Regions from separate parts of the Mus musculus genome. Here all the other regions are linked to region 3. The links are chromatin contacts, called in public HiChIP or PLAC-seq and promoter capture Hi-C maps. All regions are on one chromosome and are shown on one strand. The core of a region is the stretch at or near the end of the contact, and the rest is flanking DNA. Distances in the headings are between cores, read along the strand shown.

Region 1 (2,832 bases), core at 142-2,641, 920 kb before region 3:
CCCTCCCCCCCCCGCCTTTTTATACATCACAGGCCTTCAACACCATTAATTTTCCTGGTTCCCCTCCCCCACTGGTGCTCTCTTTCATTTCCTCCTCATAAATATGAAGAACGTATTCCCAATCCTTGCTGAGCAAATGATTCATACCAGGGGCCCGACATACACTGACGCAGGGTATTTATATTGTCTCTGGTAGCCAGTATTTGCTAGTATACTGTAATTATTTTTGACAACTTTGCATTTAAGGTAGCCACAGATAACCAACCTAATATTCAAATGTTCATAAATCCTTCTGTTTAACATCCTCCCTACCTAATCTATGCACATTATTATTACAGGTAACACAGAAAGTGCGGGGCATGAAAAGTGCAATTAATCTCGCTCCTTCCCAGGAAGCGGTGTCACTCTCCAGCCAGGTTTCCATATTAATGGTCTGATTGGGGGAAAGGAATTTAGGATTCAAAGGAAGCTCCCCAAACTCCTATGTTGGGAGTCTCAAGTCAGCTAATTAAGCTGTGGCCTGCTCTGGAGAGCCCACACCCTCCCAGATGGTTGTAAACCGGTGCTCTGCCAAGCCTGTGCTCTGACTATAGACCAGGACATACAGGCAGCCGCCACCAGTGAGGATGTGCCTAGCTCCTGCCTCACTCAAGGGCTGGCAAATAGGCTGTCATTCCCCCAAATTTGATCCCAAAGCAATTCTGTCCCCTGGTTTGTCATTTGGACGCAGTGAAGGGCATCTACTCCTCTTCTGGTGCTGAGGATAGAAGTGCTAACTTGGTTCCCGAGCACCTGGGCTTCAGCCGAGGGCAGGGGTGTCTCTTGCTGCCCTCCTGGCTGGCAGCCTTATCACCCCTAGAGCCTAGCTACTGATGGGGAGCAACGTGTTTTCTGGCAGTTCCCAGGGCTGAATCCAGGGTCCCATGCACACTAAGCAAGTGCTCTTCCATTGCCCTCAAGCTGAGGACTGTGCTTTCTATAATCCACCCCAAACCAATGAGTCCAGTGCCTTCCCTGCACCACAGTGGACTTGCTGCCCCAGCTCCCAGGGCTTCACGAACGCCTGCCTAGAAGGCCAACAGCTCGAAGATTCAGGAGTAAATGTAACAGGTCCCAGTGTAAGTGGCACAGGGACCACGGCTATCCTCTGAGGCCAGCAACACTGTCCAGGGCTGTGGTGCTTTTCAGATGCGAACACTTGGTCTCCAGCTTGTGGGGCTGTTAGGGGAGGTTGAGGAGGGGCGGCCTTGCTGGAGGAGGTTCATCACTTGAGAGTCAAATGCTAATGGGACTTCTAGCTCTCGCTCTGCTCCAAGGATGGGAGCTCTCAGGGTCCTGCTCTTATCACCATGCCTACCACACGCTGGCTGCCGTGCCTCCCGCCGTGCGTGATAGATGTTTATCCCTCTCAGAGCGCACGCCAAAATATCTCCTTCCTTTGATAAGCTGCCCTGGCCATGGTGTTTCATCTTAGCAACAAAAAGTAACTTAAACAAGGCATTTGACCAAATCTTTAGGACTTCCTCCTGAGAGTCCACGGGAAGCAGTGGTCAGCAGACAGAGCAGGGACAACAGGAGGGAAAAGCAGAAATGGCTTTCTAAAGGCATTTGGGTAGACTCCTGGGACAGAGAGCCTGAGGGCATGGGTGCACGAGGGTGCGGGTGGGAAGGATACGTGTTAGGTCTACTGATAACCTCATGAGCTCAGCATCTGTAAGGTGATGACCCCTCACCCCTGCTGTGTGGAGTCCCCCTCAGGCTACAGTGGACCCAAAGGATCTATGCAGACACACCACAAGTGCTGTGCAGGTGCCTACCCTGGCTCAGCTGCCACCATCCTGTTACTGAAAATGCACTCAAAGGCCGGTAGGAAAAAGATTTCCCTATTCAGTCATATATTACAAGCAGCAAAGGTATTGCTCTTATAATTAGAGGGAACTTAATGGGATGACTTTACCCCTCATCCTGAACATGCTAAGAACAATATTCAGAACAAAAGATTACCAAAGAGCAACAAGTGCTTACAGTCCACATTCAGAACTGCTGTAGGGACAACCCAGACTTGGCAGTGGGGTCCGAGGTTGGAGAGCTATGATGAAGAGATGGGGTATGAGAGAGAAAGAGGCTGTGAGGGACGGGGAGGCTGTGAGGGACAGGGAGGCTGTGAGGGGTGGGGAGGCTATGAGGGACAGGGAGGCTGTGAGGGACAGGGAGGCTGTGAGGGACAGGGAGGCTGTGAGGGACAGGGAGGCTATGAGACAGAAAGAGGTTGTGAGGGACAGGGAGGCTGTGACTGGCCAGGAGGCTGTAATAAAGAAGGCTTCTTTCATTTTTCTATTTGGCATGTTTTATACTGTTGTGTTTTTAATTTTTAACTACAGCCTATATTACCATTATAATTACACATAGAAATTGGTGAAAATGTTTCCAAAAATAAGTGTCTGGATTATAAGAGATAACTTATCACCTCCTCCAGAGGGTCATGGTGGGGTGCTAAAGTGGTCATCTTGGGAAGCCATTATAATTACACTTAGAAATTGGTGAAAATGTTTCCAAAAATAAGTATCTAAATTAGAAGAGATAACTTATCACCTCCTCCAGAGGGTCATGGTGGAGAGCAAAAGTGGTCATCTCAGGAAGAAATGAGGTACAGACACAGGCTGGCCTCCCTGGGAATGCTTTTGGAGATGGCTTTAAGCTTCCCTAGTTCATGTGCTCAAGTACTAAAAACCAGTATGAAAGAACTGTACACAGGGGGCTACCTCTCCGTAAAGACGAGCTGCCCTACGTCACACAGAGGCTCTTTAGAAACAAGGCCAACATCACGTCTGG
Region 2 (2,954 bases), core at 394-2,893, 640 kb after region 3:
AATAGCTTTGAACATAGCAGGAAATCTGTATCCAAATAATCGTGCCTACAATTCATTCCTTGGCGCAGCAGAACTGTCAACTCTTAGCTTAGCTACTATGGAGGTAAAATCCTTTGATGATGTGAGGGACATTGAAGTACAGCCTTATTACAATGAACTCCAATGTTTAAAACTTGTTCTTATTTAGGGTTTGTACCACAGTAAGCCAAGATTTTAAAGCTCTACTAAAAATAAAACAAACAAACAAACAAACAAACAAAAATCTACTTATCTACTTTATGTTCATTTAATAACATGTCCATCATTCTTATGATTGGTATAGAAATATATATTGTGTTGAATATCATAAAAAATTAGTTGAATTAAAAAAAAAAAGAAGTCTAGCTGGGATTGGAGAGATGGCTCGGCAGTTAAGAAACACTAGCTGTTCTTCCAGAGGTCCTGAATTCAATTCCAGCAGCAACAAGATGTCTCACAAACATTTGTAATAAGATCTGATGTTCTCTCTGTCATGTACACACACATGCAAATGCATCACTTATATACATAAATGAATAAATCTTTTTAAAAAATGTTTATCATGTGTATATATCTGGTTTCATAGATAAAGTGGAATGGGCCAGCAAGATGGCTCAGTGAGTGAGGGTGCTTGCTGCTAAGTCTGAGGACCTGAGTTCAGTCACTGAGACCTACATAGTAAAACAACAGAACTGATTCCCTCAAGTTGTCCTATGACCTCTAAAGGGGACCTCCACACAAATAAGATATAACAAATTTAATAAAGCAGAAAATGGAGCAGAAATCAAATTTAACCCAAAATTTCCAAATTCAATTTAGAAGAAAATGATTAATAGAGAAATTTAAGAACTTTAACAAATGCCAAACCAAAACCAAAACAAAACAAAACAGAAACAGAAACAACAACAACAACAACAACAAAAAACCCAAAACCCAAACCAAAAAAGACAACATCAAAATAAAAGCCATGCACAAAAAGCAAATTGTTCTAATGGCAGTCATTTCCAAGGTCCCAAGACTAACAGTCCCACAGGAAAGTTTTAAAACCCCCGATGTCAAGCCTACACCAAGACAACTGAACAGCAGCAATCTTTGGATGGGATCCAGATGTGAATATTCTCAATCCAGGAAATTCCAAGATGCAGCCAATTGTAAATTGTGAATAAATGTTGTGTCCCTTGCCACTAAGAAAGACAAAAACTCCGTTGGGCTGCCTGTGGATTCTGGAGACGGTGTTCCACCACAGGGAGTGTCCGACTGTCTCCTGTCCACCTGATAAATATACAAAGCAGTAAGCTGCCCAAGAAACCCTGGAGGAGGTCGTCAAGTGGTCGCCGCTACTGGGATGCTTTCTTACCCAATGGATGCTGATGACCAGTGTCACCTATAAAGTTGAGTAGCCCAGAGAGGGGTGGGACAGGTTGTTGAAGGCTATAGCTCCCCTTGATAGAGCAGTTGAAGCAAGGGCCACTGAATTCCAGATCACTTCTTGGTGTGTGTTGTGTTGCTACCACCAAAATACCGAAGCTGGGTGCTTTACAAAAAGAAAAAAAAATGTTCCTCCAGCTCCAGATGTCCCAGAATCCATTCAGTTTCTGTTGAAAACCATGTGGCAGTCAGCCAGAGGCACTGTGTGGAGCGGAGCATGGGTTTGAGTGGTGGAGGGGAGCTGCCAGGCTTGCTAACAACCATGTCACAGAAGCCCATCTCCAGAGCGACAGCTCACTCATAGAAAAGCATTAATCCCTAGTCAATGCCTAACACAGCACTATCCACTGGAACCAAACCTCAGTGTGAACTCCACGGGGAGAACCACATCTCAACCATACCACACCTACAAACAGTAGCACCCTTGGCGCACATAAGCAATGTGTCTCTCCTCTAAGTCAGCGTTAAGATTCCCTCCTACTTCCCTTATGCCTTCTTTATTAACTGTGGTATATGTAGGGTTGATTTCTACCTGTTTATTTGATAAACTGCACAGTACACCTACAGCACCACTAAGCTATAGAGCTAGTTCCATTTATATGAAGGATCAATAGCATTTATACAAATGACGCTGCCTTTAATAGCACCAAAAAGAATGTTTTCATCACTCCAGAAACTGGTTCTCTTTGGAACTCCTGCCCCCTGGTGTCCACGAGAGGGAACTGCTTTGTCTTAGCTCTGGTTTCTAGGGAGGAAGTGGAGCTTTAGAGTTTCCCACACAGGCAAACAGATAAATCTGTTAGTGAACTCTGAAAGAGTGTAATTCCAGCCGCTCCAAGATTGCCACGAATGACATTTCTTGAGATGGGGTGAAGTTTGCCACCCTGTGCAAGTGTGAATCACTTAGCAGTGCCCTTGTATCCACCCACTACATGCCAGTAGCACCCACACTCACGATCCAGTTAGGACAAGCAAAAAAAAAAAAAAAAAAAAAAATGCAAATGCAGCCACTGTCATTGCCAAGTGGCTGCGAGGGCTGGAAGGGAGATGTGAGCTGAGAGCCGCTGATGTGCTGCTGTGGGGAGACAAGGAGGCCAGGACTTACTGCCCTGCGAGCAGCACGGAACCCTGTTGGCCATGGCACTGGCATAGAGCCTCAACCTGAACCCAAGCTGAAACCCCGAGGTCGCAGCTTGTGAACCACAGGGAAAAGGTTCTGTCTGCTGGACCACAGATGGAAATGCTAGTAGCAGGGATGTGAGAGAGCTGGTCCCATCTCCAGTCGAGAAGCAGAGAGATGCTGATGCTCTGCCTGCCTTCTCCTTTGTATTCAGTCTGGGACCCCACATTGACTGGTGCCATCCAGTTAGAATGAGCCTTGTTACCTCTGTCCACCCAACCTAGCAACTCCCTTGTAGACAAGCCCGATGTCTGTTACACTGGGAGGGAGTGGGGAGCATGCCTAGGCTGGAAAGATGGCTCAGCTGATAATGTGTCTGCCACGTGAA
Region 3 (2,835 bases), core at 241-2,740:
GTCTATCCAGGCAGCACCCGTGACAATTCTGTCCGTCAATAAAAGTCGACAATTGAAAGAAGAGAGATGGACAGAACGGACACTTCAAGACCACCAGCAGCAAGTGCACAGACGCCAAGCCCGGCGCGCGTTTGCGGGTGCACGGCGTCCCCAGCCCGGAGCGTCCGGCGCGTCCCTGGCGGCGCTCCCAAGCCATTCGGTCCGCTCCTGGCCTCCCGGGCTCGGCTGCCCACCTGCCCCGGACGCCCACAGAGGCGACCCGCGCTACTGCGCCCCTTCCCGCCCCGTCGCGCTCCCACCCCATCCCCCCCATGCGCCCTGTGTCCCCGCCGCCTCAGGCAGGCTGCCGGAACCCGCACGCCGCCACCCCTCTCGCGGGGCCCGGCCGCGCGGCTTCCCACCCGAGCGACGCCGGGCACGGGGCAGGCCCGGGGCCCGGGGCGGGGCGGCCGTCAGGCGCGGGCTGCGGTGCTAGGCCAGACGGCGGGGCACGCGGTGCGGACCGGCCGGGGACGCGCACTCACCGGTGAGGTCATGCGGAGGACGGCGCCCAGGTCCTCGCTGGACTGCCTCTCGGCCTCGGAGCCGTCGCCCTCGCTGCGAACTGCCACCGCCGCCCAGCCGCCGCCACAGATCGCCAGTCGGTTTCCCTGCCTCCTGCGGCGGCGCTGCCCCCTCAGCAGTGCGCGTGCGCGGCGCCGCGGGGGCCCCTGGGATCGGTGGTCCGGACCACGGCCGCCCTTCCGCTCCCGGTCGCGAACCGCCTTGCCAGGACCTGTACGCCGATCCTCCGCCCTCACGTCTCCGTGTACCTGGTGCTAGAGAAGACGGGTGGAAGAAAAATGACACTCCTCTCTTGCTCGGAACATCATCCAATAGCCAGCCTCTCTCTCTCTCTCTCTCTCTCTCTCTCTCTCTCTCTCTCCTCTCTCTCTCTCTCTCTCTCTCTCTCTCTCTCTCTCTCTCTCTCTCGCTCTTCCCCTTTCACTTAAAAGCTATGCCAATTGGACGGTATCTTCATTTTTAACTTATAAATATAATTTCCCACTTCTCGTTTTGTCGATTTTTATTGTAACTGTGTTATTTAAAAATAACATTACATTAAATAAACTGTAAACTGTGTTACATTAAATAGGCTTAGGTCGGTTTTGTTTTTTCAAAAAAAAAAAAAAAATGAAAGGACGCGTCAAGTTAGCAGAAGTGAACAGTCCCAGAAACCTTAGAGCTAGAACATACCTTAAAGGTCATCGGTGCAGCTCCCACCCAAGCAGGAATGGCCTCCACGTCTCACTTCTGTTTCGGATGTTCCAGTATCAGCTCACTACCTCTCAGGAGTACAGCCTGCTCCTCTCTGTTGCACAGCTCTAAATGTTAGAAAGTTCTGCCTTCTGCTGAGCTGAAATCTGCTTCCCTTGTCTTTCCTCCCTTTGCAGGTAGTTATTCTGCCTGGAAGCAAGGAGAATTGGTTCCCACTTGACAGCCCTTTAAAATATTGAAGACAATGAATATATCCTGCAACACCACGAGTCTCATGCTCCGCCCCCAAGGTGGGGGGAGGGGGAAGTGAAAACTCATCTTCCCAACTATTCAAACATAAATCAGATCCCAGACAGCTTTCCACCCGTCTTCCATACACCTCCTTTAAAAATCATCAGAATTGAACTAGCATGGTAGCTCTCACCTGTAATCTAAAACCTTTGGGAGGCTGAAGCAAATGTCTCAGAATTAGACAAAAGTTTAAACCAGCCTGAGCTACACAGGATGTCTAGACCAGCGGGAGCTATCCTTTGAGACCCTGCCTCAAAAGGAAATTCTTTTGTCACAATTTGCTTCCTATTTGCTACTTTGTTACAATAGCATTGTGGGTATCAAGTAAAATGTCTTTGGTACCATGTTGCCATTCAACAGAGTTCAATTAAAGATTATCAGTCGGGTCTGTTACATTGTACAAAGCACCAACCAGATGAAAAAGCAAGTGGATACAATTTACAATATAAAGTGGAGAGTATCTCCCATAGATTGAGTTTTGTAACAATAAACTAAATTACAAAGTGCTATGAAGAATTACAAAGTGTTATGAGATTCCAGAGAAAGAGACCATATTGAATTAAGAAATCAAGACCTAGGCTGAGTTTTGTGGCCCATGACTTTAATCCCAGCAGTTGGAAGGCAAAATCAGACCAATCTCAGAGTTCCAGGATAACCAGGATTATACAGAGCCCCTGTCTCAAAAGGCCAAAGAAGAAAAGAAAGAAAGGAAAAGAGATTTGGCTGTGACTAGATTCCAAGGTAGATGAGTCAGGATCCCAGCACTCAAGAGGCAAAAACAGGCAGGCGGAGGCAAAAACAGGCAGGCAGATCTCAAGGCTAGCCTAGTCTACAGAGCAAGTTCCAGGACAGTGCTACACAGAGAAATCTTGTTTAAAAAAAAAAAAAAAAAAAAAAAGGAAAAGAAAAAGAAAAAGAAAAAGAAAAAAAATCCAGAAAAAGAGAGGGGGAGGATATAAAATTTGTAGACTGCATAAGGGAAAACCCCCTTGAACAGAAGATTGTGTTCAAAGGCTCCAGAGCTCCAGAGCACAAAATCCACCTGCCTCTGCCTCCCAAGTGCTGGGATTAAAGGCTTGTGCCACCACTGCCCAGCTTGAAGAAAGGCTTTCAAAGACACAAAAGGAAACCTTCAAGTAAAGGCATTTGCCACCAAACCGAACCACCAGAGTTTGACACCAAACACCCCACATAGGGGAGGAAGGATAAATGACTCCTGCAATATTTTCTGACCACCACTGTGGCAAAAACTTGCCCCCCATAAACAAACAAACAAACACACAAATA

What was found. HiChIP or PLAC-seq counts read pairs in DNA pulled down with a chosen protein or histone mark. Capture Hi-C pulls out chosen DNA fragments and counts their contacts.
Region 1: an H3K27ac HiChIP or PLAC-seq map of microglia shows a contact between it and region 3, with 4 times the contacts expected there. The contact joins the enhancer-like site here to the promoter of Gapvd1 in region 3. A contact is called at or near these places in 1 of 39 promoter capture datasets (cranial neural crest), 4 of 115 datasets of contacts at active chromatin or transcription factors (astrocytes, large pre-B cells, microglia and 1 more) and 1 of 9 other capture datasets (embryonic stem cells).
Region 2: a promoter capture Hi-C map of liver shows a contact between it and region 3. The contact joins the promoter of 4930402F06Rik here to the promoter of Gapvd1 in region 3. A contact is called at or near these places in 1 of 39 promoter capture datasets (pre-B cells) and 1 of 9 other capture datasets (liver).

What each region holds. Positions count from the first base shown.
Region 1 is chr2:33,836,945-33,839,776 of GRCm38.p6, forward strand. The region is part of intron 3 of Mvb12b (multivesicular body subunit 12B); the gene reads right to left. Among named protein-coding and RNA genes, the nearest start is that of Nron, 33 kb to the left of the region's middle. Within about 2 kb of position 1,392, at least 8 of the 459 cell types and tissues checked have an H3K27ac peak or open chromatin away from gene starts, as enhancers often do. A contact at or near this core is called in microglia, where this site is marked.
Region 2 is chr2:35,395,531-35,398,484 of GRCm38.p6, forward strand. It overlaps 4930402F06Rik (RIKEN cDNA 4930402F06 gene), which reads right to left and starts at 1,644. Exons shown (of 6, transcript NM_001080709.2): 1 at 1,376-1,644.
Region 3 is chr2:34,753,742-34,756,576 of GRCm38.p6, forward strand. It overlaps Gapvd1 (GTPase activating protein and VPS9 domains 1), which reads right to left and starts at 1,491. Exons shown (of 27, transcript NM_001356441.1): 1 at 1,237-1,491; 2 at 525-818.